Linked DNA regions of Oryctolagus cuniculus: region 1 is linked to region 2. A link is a contact called in public Micro-C data. All regions are on one chromosome and are shown on one strand. Each heading gives the region's core, a stretch centred on a gene start, on an enhancer-like site or on the middle of the called end of the contact. The rest is flanking DNA. Distances are from core to core; before and after follow the strand shown.

Evidence for each region. Hi-C and Micro-C count contacts between places; a contact is called where the count stands out from the background.
Region 1: a Micro-C map of ear pinna shows a contact between it and region 2, with 7 times the contacts expected there. The contact joins two enhancer-like sites. A contact is called at or near these places in 3 of 6 Hi-C or Micro-C datasets (ear pinna, skin fibroblasts and an unstated tissue).

The regions. Positions count from the first base shown.
Region 1 is chr17:22,642,243-22,649,563 of mOryCun1.1, forward strand. IKZF3 (IKAROS family zinc finger 3) reads left to right here. Exons shown (of 9, transcript XM_070060746.1): 9 at 1-635. Among named protein-coding and RNA genes, the nearest start is that of GRB7, 16 kb to the right of the region's middle. Within about 2 kb of position 3,114, at least 4 of the 8 cell types and tissues checked have an H3K27ac peak or open chromatin away from gene starts, as enhancers often do. A contact at or near this core is called in ear pinna, where this site is marked.
Region 2 is chr17:22,461,413-22,468,963 of mOryCun1.1, forward strand. LRRC3C (leucine rich repeat containing 3C) reads right to left here. Exons shown (of 5, transcript XM_017349189.3): 3 at 2,280-7,551. Among named protein-coding and RNA genes, the nearest start is that of LRRC3C, 10 kb to the right of the region's middle. Within about 2 kb of position 3,554, at least 1 of the 8 cell types and tissues checked has an H3K27ac peak or open chromatin away from gene starts, as enhancers often do. A contact at or near this core is called in ear pinna, where this site is marked.

The DNA of each region.
Region 1 (7,321 bases), core at 1,864-4,363, 180 kb after region 2:
TTCCAGGCTAGCAGACAAGGCCCTTTTTGGTGGGCCTGTGTCTGTGGGTTCACAGAAACCAAATTACTGTGGGTTGCAAAGAATTAGCAGGTCATTTAAAAAGCAGACATCCCTTCACCCAGACTGTGGTTTTGCATGCTCAGGTTCTCAGTCTGTGAACTTTTTGGTGAAGGATCATTTTGGCTGCTGGAAAAACCATAGCTTATTTTTAATTTCTGGTTGCCAAAGTCACCACACGTGTGGTCTTTGAATGACCCTTGTCTGCAGAATGACAGGGGAGGAACAGGAGGTAGCCTGGGACTCAGAGTGGCTTCTCCGCCAGGAGGGGAGGGTGCCCTTGACCCTCAGGCAGTTGGACCCAGCCTGGGCTCAGGGCCTCTTTGCATTTCTCAGACAGTAGTGACTCTCCCTCTTCACTCCTCTGGAGTCCAACCATTCAGAGCACCGAAAAGCACCCCACGCCTCACCTCTGTAAAGAATGTCCAAAAAAGGCAGCTTCTGAACTGTAGCCGTGCTGACCGCTAACCTCGCCAGATCCACTGAGTGCATCTTTGCATCGGAAACACCCCTGCATTTTCGAGATTCCTTGATCGTGTTTGGTTTTTACACTGGAAAATAAATCCTTTTGTGTGATAGTCCTTGTGTGCCTGTCATTTGTAGTCAGAGAATGGGAGGGTTTTTAATTCTGCCCCCAGGAATATTTCCTTAATTTAGCCCTTCTGGCTGTTCTTAAAGCCCAGGTTCCAAGATAAGTGGAATGATCCCCACAGTGAAGTAGCTCGCTGGACATCTTCCTGAGCCTGCTGCTGGTGTTCTGCTGCGGCCTCTGGGCACCCGCAGTAAGGCTCTGATTTGCTAAGGGGACCAAGGAGGCTGAAGACCTGGACTCAGCAGGATCAACACACAGCACACAACGTCCCCTTACCCTTAGTCACTGCTCTGCCCTCCCACCCCCCAACAGAAATTCACCCTGACATTTTCATCTGAGATCTCAACATCCACTTTGGGAAACTCAGGGTGCAGTCAGTCACTGAACTTAGCCACATCTAAATATAGTCTTTAGCTACTTGGAGGCCTAAACCTATGATGTTGGCAGGAAACAGCATTGGATGGGGCAGCTCTCTCCCAGTGCTGTTACCCTACGTTCTCGCTCAGTGTTTGAGAAGGCTCTGAGGGATGGTCTGGTCTTCTGCTCGGCCTCGTCTAGAGCACGCTCCATTGTCTCTCTTCGGTGCAAGAGGAAGTGTTTCTGAAGCTTGGGATGAGCCAAGCACTGGGTTGGCGGCAGCTTCCCCTGGCTTGTGTGCGCAGCACGGCCCCACTCCCGACTGCACCACCAGGCTGCTTCCAGGAACTCCAGCAGGCTTTGCAGCCCCTCTACCCTAAGGACGGGAAAGAGGAAGGGCAGAGCAGCCTGCCTTTATCGCTGAACATCAAATACATTCCCACACAGCCTCCAGGCGCTGGCTTTCAGCCTTGGAGAAAGTGGTGCACTGCCTTCCCCCTTCCACTCCCTCCTCAAAGCAGCAGCAGCCCAGAAAGAAACGGGAGGCGGGGAGACCCTGATGGCGGTGAGCTGAGCCCTGGAGACTCCCATCAGGCCTGATGGGCTTCCTTCCTGCCAGAGGGTGGCTCCCTTTCCCGGTTCTTGGGAACAGTCTGATGCTTTAGAGGGTGGTAGGCCTGATAGGGGAGGCCACGGCTGCACCTCCACTCCTCCCCGACCCCATCACCCAGCAGGCAGGGTGGGGAACGACCTGGCTCCCTTCCCTCACTTCCATCCCTAGATGAAGAGTGGAGGTGAGCACCCAGGGAAGGCCAGGCGCGCTGGCCTGAAGGGCTGTGGAGGGGCAAGTGGAGAGGCACACTGGCTGTGGCACATTCCCGGTCAGACGGTTGTTTGCATAAAAGCCAAAAGCCACTGCACCTGGGGTGGGGAGGCCCTCTGGGGAGGTACTCCCTGGCCATGGGGGAGAGGGGGAAGGAAGGTGTCATGGAAAGTCCCCGAAGGACACGGGGTGTTGAGTTTGCCGCGGTTTTGTTTTTAACTCTGTCTTGACCTGTGAAGTAGGCAGCTGCCTCCCTCCCCCCCAAATAACAGACCTGCCCCCAGAATAGCATGCACACAGCCAAGGAAAGACCATGCAGGGGAAAGAATGGAGGTTACAGGGCTTGTGGGTGAGAGGCCTGCCACCCCACCCCACCCCACCCCACCCCACCCCACCTCACCCCACCCCTGCCTTCCCCAGGAGTGAGCAGGCAGGAAGCCCCAGAACAGCCTCTTCCCATCACCTCACCTACCCGGCAGCCCCCAGGGCCCCCTGGCCCAGAAGATCTGCCTCGTCAAATAAACCACAGTCCTGGGGGCGGCTGGTGGATGGGAATGGGGCAGAGGCCACCTCCTCCCCCAGGCTCGTCCTGCCACCAGCCCAGTTGACATCCCACTCCCCCCCCCCTCCAGTGACATTCTCAGTACCACCCTCCCTCTCACCCCTGGGGAGCTGTGTGTGTGTGTGTGTGTGCGCGCGGGGGGACAGCAGGAGGGTCCTGTGACCCCAAGCTCTGAAGTCTCAGCGTGGCCAGCTTGGGTCAGACTCCCGCCAGAATGGGAGCCCTGGGTTCCAGTCCCAGCCTTGCCGCTCTGCAGTCAGGGAGCCCACAGCTCCTAACGGCTGGGCCTCTAAGCCTGGCCTCAGCCCGCTGCTGGGCGGCCTCCAGATGGGCCCCCAAACTCCAGAAACAAGACCAGGGATGGAGCAGATCCAACCCCTTCCCTCTCGCTTCTCCTGGCCACCGGGCTGCAGAGAGCGAGTGACCGCCGGCGGTTCCCCAGAGGTCACTTTCTTCACTGTTATATGAAATCCAATCCCGGCGCCGGCGAGGGGCGAAGGAGAGGCGACAGCTCCTACCCCCTCATCTGTGGAACCGGGGTGGGGGACACTCTGAATAGCGGCCCCGCGGCTGGATCCGAACCCCCGCCTCTCCTCGCGCCCTCCGGTTAGTCCTGCGCGGATCCAGACCCCGCCCGGATTCCCAGCCTGGGACGCCGAGAGGAAAGCGCGCGGCCGCCCCGGGGGAAGGGTGCGGGCGGCGAGGTGGGAGCGGAGCGGGTGTGAGGGGAGGGGCGGCTGCACTTCTGAGAAACAGCTCGGCTCTGCGCAGCCCGCAGCCTAACCCCCGCCTGCGGCTTCACAGCTCGCTCCTCCTGCCGCCCACGCCGCTCGGGGCCTCTCCGGGGGTCGGCAGCCCCCGCGGGGGCGCTGGCGGCGGCGGCGGCGGTAGCTCCGGGGACAGCGGAGTGGAACCACGGCGGGTGGGGGTGGAAAACGGAGGAAGGCGTGGGTCGCGTGACACCCGCGAGTTAAAAGCTATCCCTCAGTCGGGGTCCCGAGCCCGCGTGTCCCCTGCAGCCCCCCCCCCCCCGGGGGGGCCCTCCCATCACAGCCCGAGCGGCATCCAGAAGTGAAACTGCCAGGGTCACAGCCCAGCGCCGCCGCTGCGCCCCGCCCCGCCCTTCCGGGCACTGCAGCCGGGCAGGATCTCCCGGCGCTCGGGCGACGGCCGGGGAGGAAACGGGGGAGGGAAGGAAGTGCCCCACGGGCAGCCTGCTTGCACGCGCCCGCTCTCCCGGGGTGCCCTCCCGGAACCACGAGTGGGAACCGCGTGAGGCTCCCGCACTTCCCACGACGGCCGCTGGGTGTCGCTGCAGCCGCGCGGCTGAGCCGGCCCGGTGCCGTCCACGTCCGGGGCTCGGTGACACAGGGAGCTGGAGCCCCCTGACTACGACCACACGCGGGCCCCGCCTGGCCGTCGCGCCTGGATGCCACGCGAGGCTTGAAGGCCTTGCCCACAGATCGCAACACCGACCCCTACTGAAGACCAGGCTGACCCCCGTGGTGATGGGCTCGCCGCCGGAGACCCTGCTGAGCCGAGGCGCGCCCCCTGGCGAGGCAGACAGGTGGCCCTGTGGAGTCTTGCGCCGCCGGTGGCACCTCCATGCTGCCTGGGCTGAGGAGGGGCATGCGCACGTGTCCAGAACGGCCGGCCTTGGGGATGGGTTCCCGGGGCTTCCTCATCACTCCTACTCCAGCTTTGCCCAAAAGCCAAGCTCCAAGACCTTGGGGCAAGGTGGCTTGCTGGGAAGGGGGAGCTCAAGGTGGGGAGCCTGTATGGGGACTGATGGAGGGCCCAGGCTGGGAGAGAGAGGAGGTCGCTGGACTCCTTTGGAAGATTGTTGTGGCTCCCAGCGGGAACGCCTGCTTCCACGTGTCCTGGAGGATCTGACTCAGGGCACAGGAATTGGCAGGTAAATGCCAGTGAACTTGCCCTTGGGCCGCAGGTATGGGGGGTGCAGGAGCCGGTTACGCTTCCCCTTAGGTCCCAAGGTTACAGGGTCCCTGCCCCCATACAAGATCTTATTGGCATTCAGTGGTGCCCTAAAGGGGTGGCTTTATCCCCTCATCTCCCACAGCCTTCTCCAAAGCACCCCAAGAGAGACTGATCCAAGTTTAAGAGCAAACCGGGCCACAAAAACGCAGCTTCAGGGGCCAGCGTGAGTCTCAGCAGTTTGGCTGATGCGTGGGACGCCCATGCCCACATCTAAGTGCCTGGGTTTGAGGACCTGGCCCACTCCACATTCCAGCTTCCTGCTAAGGCACCCCTGGGAGGCAGCAGGTGGCCTGCGCTCTGGGCTCCTGGCTTCAGCCTGGCCCAGTCCTGGCTGTTGGAGGCATTTGGGGAATGAACCAGTGGCTGGGAGACGGTTATTTCTCTGCCTTTCAGCCAAACTGCTTCGCCCAGGGCCCTGGAGAAAAAACACCGCCATAGTGCCCCTCTTTGTGGTGGATGGCAGCTCTGCAAGGGGGCACGAGAGGCCATCGTAGCTCGGCCCAGACTCCACTAGGCTCAGGAGGAGCATAGCCCTACTCAGCCCGGACGGTGCCCGCACTTCCCAGCGCCGCTGCCTGCCCGGGGAGCTTCTGGGGCACCTGCTTCCCTGCTGGCAGCACTCAGCTCGCCTAAGATCCAGCCCCCCTTTCCCTCCTCGCCAGCTCCCTGCCTCAGCTGGAAGCCCCCAGTCCTTGTCCCAGGTTGCCACTGCACACCCCTCCCCAACCCCAAAGCTGAGGTTCCGCCAACAGCACCGGACAGGAAAGCGGTTTGTGCAGACGCCTGCCTCTCGGCTCTGGGCCGCCTTTTCCGTCTGCTCTCTGGATACACCAAAAGGCTGTGCCCCCCACCCCCCCGAAGCAGTTCTTCCCACAACCTGCACCAGGGGCTGACACAGGGCTCCGGGAGGACTTAGAAGACTGCTTGGGGGACTAGTGCTGTGATATAGCAGGTAAAGATGCTGTCTGCAGTGCCGGCATCACATGTGGGTGCTGGTTCAAGTCCCGGCTGCACCACTTCTGACCCAGCTCTCTGCTGTGGCCTGAGAAAGCAGTAGAAGATGGCCCAAGTCCTTGGGCCCCTGCACCCACGTGGGAGACCTGGAAGAAGCTCCTGGCTCCTGGCTTTGGATCGGCGCAGCTCCAGCCATCGTGGCCATCTGGGGAGTGAAGCAGTGGATGGAAGACACACACACACACACACACACACACACACACACACACACACCCGCCGCTGCCTCTGCCTCTCTGCGACTCTGCCTTCAAATAAATAAATAAATCTTTAAAAAAAAATCTCTCTTGGCTGGCGCCGCAGCTCAGTAGGCTAATCCTCTGCCTGCGGCGCCGGCACACCGGGTTCTAGTCCCGGTCGGGGTGCCAGATTCTGTCCCGGTTGCCCCTCTTCCAGGCCAGCTCTCTGCTGTGGCCCGGGAGTGCAGTGGAGGATGGCCCAAGTGCTTGGGCCCTGCACCTGCATGGGAGACCAGGAGAAGCACCTGGCTCCTGGCTTCGGATCAGCGCAGTGCGCCTGCCACAGCAGCCATTGGAGGGTGAACCAACAGCAAAGGAAGACCTTTCTCTCTGTCTCTCTCTCTCTCTCACTGTCCACTCTGCCTGTCAAAAAAAAAAAAAAAATCTCTCTTGATCTCTCTCTTACCCTCTCCTCCCTCTTTTCCTTCTTTGCCCTTTCCCTCCATTCTGTCGGGTTTCCCTACCAATAAACCCTTCCCCTTACTCCCGTGTTTGGTGTGTTTTGTGGCCGCCTCACATTGGTGCCGTAACTCGGATCCAGGCTCTCCCTTCGGGGATCTCTGAGCTGCTCTGGGGTCCTGGATTTCTGCCAGTCACAAACACAACCCAGAACTCCTTCCACACCACCGAACGCTCCGTGATCTCCATCCACACACCAGCCTTCCAAATTCTGTGTGTTTACAGGAGGTGATAATGGAATGAACCAAGACCTTCACCAGCCAGGCGGTCAACCAAATGCTGCTACAGGGATATGCTGGGCTCGCCACCCAGGAGACAGCGGCTTGACATCGCCCCATGTCAGCAGAAAGTAGCTCTAAAGACAGAGCATCGTCCGTCTACCCCTGCTGGACTTTTTGGGCTAATGTAGTCCCATACAACTCTCGCTTTATTAAAAAAAATAAAGGGGGGGTGTTAGTAAAATGGTGCAGTCTTATCTATAGTGCGATCTACACCCTGGACACCATCCTAGGCTCTAGCCCCGGCTGCGATGGCGGGAAGCCAGGTGACCCCATGGCCCAACCACCGATGTCAGCTCCACCCCCACCCTAATGGGATTCCCTGCTCCTACTTCCCTGTCTGCCCCCAGCACAGGTTTAAGAGGGCCTGTTCCTGAACACGTGGCTCTCTCGATGTCTCTGTCTCTTGGTCTCTCCCTCTCTTGCCCTCTCTCTCGTTCTCTCTCTTAGCTCTCCTTCTCCTTCTTTTCCTTCTTTGCCCCTTCCCTCCAGTCTGTTGGGTTTCCCCACCAATAAACCCTTTCAGAGAGAGAGAGAGAGAGAGAGAGAGAGAGAGAGAGAGAGGAAGAAAGAAAGAAGGAAGAAAGAAAAAGAGAGGAAGAAAGAGAGAGAGAGAAAGAAAAGAAAAGAGAAAGAAAACTGCGTGGCTGCATGACTTGGAAGGCAGGGCCCTTCCGGCTGGCCTTGGCTCCCCTGCCTGTGTCCGGACCTTCTTCCTCCACCCCTCCTCAGGGTGCTTGGCACTGGGCCATGAGGAAGGAACCCCGCGGGGGTGCTGGCCTCGGATTGCACCCTCAGGAAGCCTTCCCTTGGTGAACTGGTTGCCGCACGTCTGGGGAGCAGAGAGCGCGCACTGGCCAGCACCTTGTCTGGCTGTTCCACCAGGGAGGGGGGCCCAGGCTCATGCCACCCTGATTTCAGAGTGTGGAAAGTTGAATCACAGCC
Region 2 (7,551 bases), core at 2,304-4,803:
GGTAGGTGCTTGGAACTCCTCTTCGTGCCTTGGAACTGAAGAGGGCTTGGATGAGTTATTTCTCAGGGCCTCATTTGCAGCCCATGCCACCTCAACACACCATCCTCTCCTAATGTCCACTGTGTGGTGGGAAGAAGGGTTTGAAGCCAGAAGGTCCATTTTAAAAATATTTATTTATTTCGAAAGGCAGAGAATAGAGGGGGGTAGTGATAGAGAACGAGAGAGAGAGAGAGAGAGAGAGGGAGAGAGAGAGAGAGATTTAGATGCTGGTTCACTCCCCAAATGGCTGCCTGCAAAGGCCAGGGCTGCGCCAGGCAGAAGCCAGGAGCCAGAAACTCTCCATCAGGGTCTCCATATGGGTGGTAGGGACCCAAGTACTTTGGCTATCTCTGCTACTTTCCCAGGTGCATTAGAAGGGAGACTGATCGGAAGCAGAGCAGCGAGGACTCGAATTGATGTTCTGCTGTGGAATGCCAGCATTGCAAACAGCAGCTCAACCTGCTGGGCCACAGTCCAGTCCTCCACGTTCTGTGTGTGACTTTGGGCACATCACCTCACCCCTCTGAGCCCCGTGTCTGCCTTTGGACATGAGAACACTGCTGCAGGGTGCAGAGGGTCTGCTAGGGTTGGGCGAATGTGAAGGTCCTTTGTGGGGTGCTCAGCAAATACTAGTTGTTACTGCATTACTGTCTTCCAGAACATGGCCTTCCTCCATGATTTTAGCACCCAGGTCAGGGTTTTCCCACCTACTTCATCTCCTGTGACTGCAGGGGCATGGGTGACAAGGGTCACTGTTGTGATGAGGTCATTTCATCAGGGGTAGGGAATCTTTTTACTGTCAAGGACCATTTAGATATTTATAATATTATTCATGGGCTATACAAAATTATCAGCTTAAAAAATTAGCCCTCTATAGATTTACTGAAATTGAAACCAGCCTGTGGTTGCCTTGGCAGGGCCAGATCAAATAATTTTGCAGGCCTTATACGTCCTGCAGGCCAGACATTCCCCTTCCCCCGTAGCTGGTTCTCTGTAAGTCCCTCGACTCGCAGGTCTACACATCAGCTGCCTTGGCCACCCTACAGCTTTTCCTCCTGTGGTGCCATTATCCCCATACCACCTCCAGCTCGGATTTAGAGCCTTAGCTGGTGACAGAGCTCCAGGGAATGGACCATCTAGTTTGATCCTCTTAAATTATAGGCAGATAAACTAGGGCTAAGAGTGTGAGCAGAGTTACACAGTGAACCAGTGGCCCAGTTTTCTCATTCCTTCTCCAACCACCTCCCATTCCCATCTGCAGCTCTCTTGCCCCTATGCCACCCCTGAGCCCTTGCCTATAACCTCCAACAGTGTCCACGGCCGTGTGTGGACTCCCTGGGTCACTCCTCCTAGGTCAGATGGGTGGGAGGGAACCGCAGAGACTGGGGAGGAGAGATCTGCTTGCAGGAAGATGAGGTCAGGTGCTATGCAGGCCTTTCTGAGAAGAAAATCCTGGCTGGATTTTGTACAAGATTATAGGCTAGCAGGACTGGACATGTAATTGCTGGGCCCAGTGCAAAAGAAAATGTGGGGCCTTTTGTGCAAAAACTGTTAAGAATTCCAAGGCAGCGGTAGCAGAGGGTAAAACCAAGTGCAGGGCCCTCGTGATCAGGGGGCTGGGGCCCAGGGCGAGCGCACAGCTGTGCACTTGTGAAGCCTGGCCTGTCGGTTACCTTTGAACAAGCAGTTTCAGAAGCACATGGTAGGGGACCAGATGATATCAGCTCTGGGCATGTACTCACCCCTGACTCATTCCTCTGATGTCAGCAGGGGCATTTCTCAGACTCACATTTGTCCAAAGAATCAGATAAGATTCATTTTCTACATGTGGGCAGGAGAAGCAAAAATTTTCTCTGTGCATTGCTAATTAGTTAGGCCAGGCACTCTGCTGCTGCATGCTTGGGTGTCCATTTTAGGGTGACGGTGGGCTGTGGGGGTAGAAGGCTTGGGACGTCTCTACCTCCTGATGTTCTCTCACACTGGTCAGGCGGTTTAGCTGAGGCCCATGGGCTGAGCCTGGCTATCAAGAGAGAGAGTTATCTCCTTCTCAGCCTAGGGCAGCTGCCAGCGAAGAGTGGGACTGGGCTATTCAGTCCAGCAGCTGGAGAAGCAGGCAGTGTGGGCACACAGGAGAGTCCAGCTGGGCTGCAGATGTGGATAACTAACAGAAGTTACGTGCAGGGCTCGGTAAAGAAGTGAGATTTGAAGAAGGGAAGGACCACAGTTAGGACAGTACACACCTCACTCTTCTCTGCCGTTCGTTCATTCAGTAGGGATTCCTGCCAGCCCTAGAGGGTTCTTCTAAAAGTTCACAGAAGAATGGAATTAGAGGGTAAGTTTGTGAGGTGGACGTTTAGCTTAGAGGTTGAGGTATTGGTTACGCTGCCCACGTCCCACACCAAAATACCTGGGTTCAATTCCTGGCTCTGGAACCTGCTAATGTGGTCCCTGAGAGGCAGCTGTGATGGCTCATGTTCCTGCCACCCTCGTGGAGGCCTGAATTGTGTTGCTGACTCCTGGCTTTGACCCTGCCCAACCCTGGACATTTTTGGCAATTGAGGAATGAACCAGCACATGGGAACCCTCTTTCTGTCTCTCTGTCACCTCTCAAATTAAAAAAAAATTAAAAGATAAGTTTATTTTGGTGCAAAAACATTTTTAAGAGGTTTGTTTGTTTGTTTATTTTCGAAAGGCAGAGTGCCAGAGAGACAGAGGGAAACAGAGCGATCTGTCTGCTGGTTCACTCAAATGCCCACAATAGCTGGGGCTTGGCTGGGCCAAAGCCAGGAGCCGGAAACTCCATCTGGGTCTCCCTCAGGGGTAGTGGGAACCCATGTACTTGGGCTATCATCTGATGTTTCCCAGGTGCATTAGCAGGAAGCTGGGTCAGAAATGAAGGAGCCAGGACTTGAACTGGCACTCTAATGCAGATTGTGGGCATCTGGAGAATCGGTTTAACCACACTGCACCACAACCCCTCCCCTAGGGGTTCTTAAGGCACTGGATGTGAAGCAGTGGTTTCCAAAACTCAGCCTGCACATTAGAATCACTTGGGGAGCTTTTAAAAATTAGTTATGCTGGGACTCCATTTGGACCAATTAAATTAAAATCACTATGGATGAGCTCGAGGCACTTTTATCTTTCTAGAGCTCCCTAGGTATTTGTAATGTGCAGCCAGAGATGAGAACTGTCAGTGTAGAGGGAAACATAGACATGTCTCCACATGTCCCCACAACACATTAATGTGGTGTCTTCCATAGCTGGAGTGCGTACAAGCAGCTATGACGCACACAGCATATACATATATAAGGTGGCAGAACCTGCTGGCTGCCTGCTTGAAAGCACTCAGCAGTTTGGGAGTAACAGTGTATTCAGCCCCTGAGGACTGAGCCTGATTCACCCTTCAACCCATAAAGTATCGTGGTGCCCACTTGTCCAGCCTCCTCTGCAGCTGGAGGTGGCCCAGGTGTGATGTGACGGCTAAGTGAGACTCTGCTGCTGACGTTTCTGGGACAGCCTGATTTTTGTCATGAGAGGATGGGGCTGGGCTCTGCTCTTTTCTCTCCCACTTTCTTCCTGCTTTGGACACAGTGAACTCCAGCTTTCTTGTGATAATGAGGCAGAAAAGCAGAAAAGAAAATCAAGAGTATTGCTAAGTGTCAGGCATTTGGCACAGCATTTAGGATGCTGCCTACCATGTTGGGGGGCCTGGATTTGAGTCCCAGCTCTGCTCCCAGTTCCAGCTTCCTGCTGGTGTGCATCTTGGAAGGTAGTAGGTTGTGACTCAAGAGGTTGGGTCCCTGCCATGCACTTTGGATTCAGTTCCTGGCTCACCGACCTGTGGAGGATGAACCAGTGGGTAGGAGCTCTCTCTGTCTCTCTGCCTCCCAAATAAGGAGAGTAAATGGAAGTTTTAAAAAGTATCACGGAGATGTTGGCCTGGACATCACTGATCTATTCGACCAGCACCAGCAAGCGCCCACCTCTAGGTTCATTAGGTAAGAAAGACAAACCCCTGCTTCTGTGCTCTCCCCTTGGCTGCACATTAGATTACAGGAGGCTTTGAAACTCCTGGTGCCTGGGCTCACCCACAGAGATTCTGATTGCGTTGATCTGGCATGCGTCCAGGGATGGGGATTTTGAAAAGCTCCTTAGGTGATTCTAATGGCAACCCAGTGTCAGAATCATTACTTGGGTTTTCTGTTGCTTTCAACTGAGAGCATTCTTAACTGGTGTGCCAACTCACCGGGGCTGTGAGAGAAGGCTTCGCTAAGAAGTGTCATTTCAAGGCCTCCAAGGCTGGGTTCCTCAGGTGAGGAAGCAGTGTGTGTACAGGAGCGGGTGGCGTGCAAGGCTTGGCTTCCCGACCACTGAGTGGATGGAGGGGAACTCTTCCTCCCTGGTGCTGGAAACCCGCATGTTCAGCCTGGACAGGGGCCAACTGAGAGGAAGGAGGAGGGGTAGGTCATCTGGGGGCCCATCTAACGCCAGGCTACTGGGCAGTTTAGGGAGGAGGGACAGCAAAGGCCTCTGCTTTGTCGTCCTTTGTGGAAAAGGACAAAGTGTGTATGCATCTTGCATTCCCATCCTTGGACATGCGCTGTGGTTTGTTCAACATACACCTGAGCACCTATTGTGTAGCATCGGGGATGCACAGAATTAAACAGGCAGAGTGGACAGTGAGAGAGAGAGAGACAGAAATCCTCCCCTGCCGTTGGTTCACCCTCCAATGGCCGCCGCACCGCGCTGATCCGATGGCAGGAGCCAGGTACTTATCCTGGTCTCCCATGGGGTGCAGGGCCCAAGTACCCGGGCCATCCTCCACTGCACTCCCTGGCCACAGCAGAGAGCTGGCCTGGAAGAGGGGCAACCGGGACAGAATCCGGCGCCCCGACCGGGACCAGAATCCGGGGTGCCGGTGCCACAAGGCGGAGGATTATCCTAGTGAGCCGCAGCGCCAGCCGAGAATTAAACATTCTGCCCACAGGGGAGAAGGGCTAGTGTGCCCATAAACACAGCCACCGGCGGCGAGCACAGGGGTGGCTCCTGCTGAGTTGTCACAGTGGTCAGCGAAGCCCAGAGGATAAAGCAGTGGTCACTACCCAGCTACTGGAGATAGTGTCACAGAGAGGGTAGCAGGTGAGCTAGGATTTGGGGGTGAATAGGAGTCCACCACATGGAAAAGGGGAGGAGGGAAAATGCTGTAGACTGAGATAAGAGCAAGACAGAGCAAGTTGTTTTCCGGCAAAGGTGAGAAGCTCTGTGTGGCTGCAGTCCGGAAGACCGGCTTCAGTTACACACTCCAGCTCGTATTTGTTGGGAATCCACTCAGTGCTGGAGATGCAAAGGTGGGTAAGACATGGAAGAAGCCCCTAGTGGGGGAGTTTATACACATAAACCCTGGAACACAGCAAACAATAACATTTGCTGTGATTGTGATTAAGGAGGAACTGGCCCTACACAGGGGAAGAAGGTGGTCTGGGGGCAGTAGCCACTCCACATTTCTAGGGGGGCGGGGCCTGCTGGAAGTAAGAACTCAACTGTGGAGCTGACATGGTGCAGTCAGTTAAGCTACCAGTTGAAAAGCTCTAATCCAGCTCCCATTACTGCACCTGGGAGGGCAGCAGATGGCCTGCGTGTGTGAGACCCTGCCACCCACGTAGGAAACCCGGAAGGAATTCTGGTTTCTTTGCTTCAGCTTGGACCAGACCTGGCTGTTGTGGGCATTTGGGGAGTGAATCAATCGATGGAAGATTCTCTCTCTCTCTGTTGCTTTGCCTTTTTTTTTTTTTTTTTTTTTTTTGACAGGCAGAGTGGACAGTGAGAGAGAGAGACAGAGAGAAAGGTCTTCCTTTGCTGTTGGTTCACCCTCCAATGGCCGCCGCGGCCGGCGCACCGCGCTGATCCGATGGCAGGAGCCAGGAGCCAGGTGCTTTTCCTGGTCTCCCATGGGGTGCAGGGCCCAAGCACCTGGGCCATCCTCCACTGCACTCCCTGGCCACAGCAGAGAGCTGGCCTGGAAGAGGAGCAACTGGGACAGAATCCGGTGCCCCGACCGGGACTAGAACCCGGTGTGCCGGCGCCGCTAGGCGGAGGATTAGCCTAGTGAGCTGCAGCGCCGGCCCGCTTTGCCTTTCTTTTTAAATAAATCTTTTAAAAAACCCTCAATTGGAAGAGTGTTAGGGGTTTTGTCTTGAAGCTACTGGTTTTATATCCATTTCCCTTACATTTCTTTATTTTTTACTTATTACTTTGAAGACAGGGAGAGAGAGCGAGAGCGAGAGAAAGAGAGAGAATCTCCTATCTACAGGTTCACTACTGAAATGCCTGCAACAGATGGAGCTGAGGCAGGCTGAAGCCAGAACTGGGACTCTGGCCACCCTACTATCCAGATAGGTAGTAGGGTCCCAATTACTTGAGCCATCACCTACTGTCTCCCAGGGTGTGCATTAGCAGGAAGCTGGAATGGGAAACAGAGCCAGCTCTGGGATGTTGATGTCTTTTGTTTATTTATTTGAAAGGTAGAGTTATAGAGAGGCAGAAGCAGACAGAGAGAGAGAGAGATCTTTCATCTGCTGATTCACTCCCCAAATGGCTGCAATGGTCAGAGCTGGGCTGATCTGAAGCCAGGAACCAGGAGCTTCTTCCATGTCTCCCACACGGGTGCAGGGGCCCAAGGACTTGGGCCATCTTCTACTGCTTTCCTAGGCCATAGCAGGGAGCTGGATCGGAAGTGGAGCAGCCAGGTTTCAAATCGGTGCCCATATGGGATGCCAGCCCTGCAGGCAATGGCTCTACCCGCTATGCCACAGTGCTGGCTCCTGAAGCAGTGTCTGAACAGCTACACCAGACACCTGTCCCTCCATTACCCTTTCGCCCTGTGGTATTATTCACGGGAGAGAATGTTAATTGTGCAGATCAAAGAATATGAAGACTGAGGGGTTCCTAAAACCCAGGTCAGCCCTTGGTTCCCAGAGGGAGTTTCCAGTTCCCAGGTGTTGGTTTGGCATGCTGGCCAGCTCAGCCCTTTCCCTTTGCAGCCCAAAAGAGCCAATGGCCAGCTGGCGAGGCTGGCTGGCCAGAGTGCCCAGGGGATGCTCCTGGCTCTCCCTGCTCTGGGGTTCTCTGGAGGTTCCTCAGTGCTCCTTTGGTTTCACCCTTGCCCCACCCAAACAGAACACCCCAACTGTCAATGCAACAAACTGTTCTTTCTTTCTTCCCTTCTGGAAGCGGGGTGGGCGATGGGTCAGGAGGGCTAGTGGGAGTGGGGCTGTGGCACTCTTGCCCCCAGGGGCCAGGGCAAGGTCTCTGGTTCTGATGCGCTTTCTCCCGGCTTCTCGCAGCTGCCGTGATCCGGGGAGTGTGTTCCCTGTTTATCATCCTGCTATCCGGGCCTGTGTGGGTGTGTGTCTGGACACGCCCCTGGCAGGGGAATGTGGCTGCCTCAGCAGACCCAGGACACCCAGAGGGCAAGGAGAACCTGTGGCAGTGGCTCACTCCACTCCAAACACA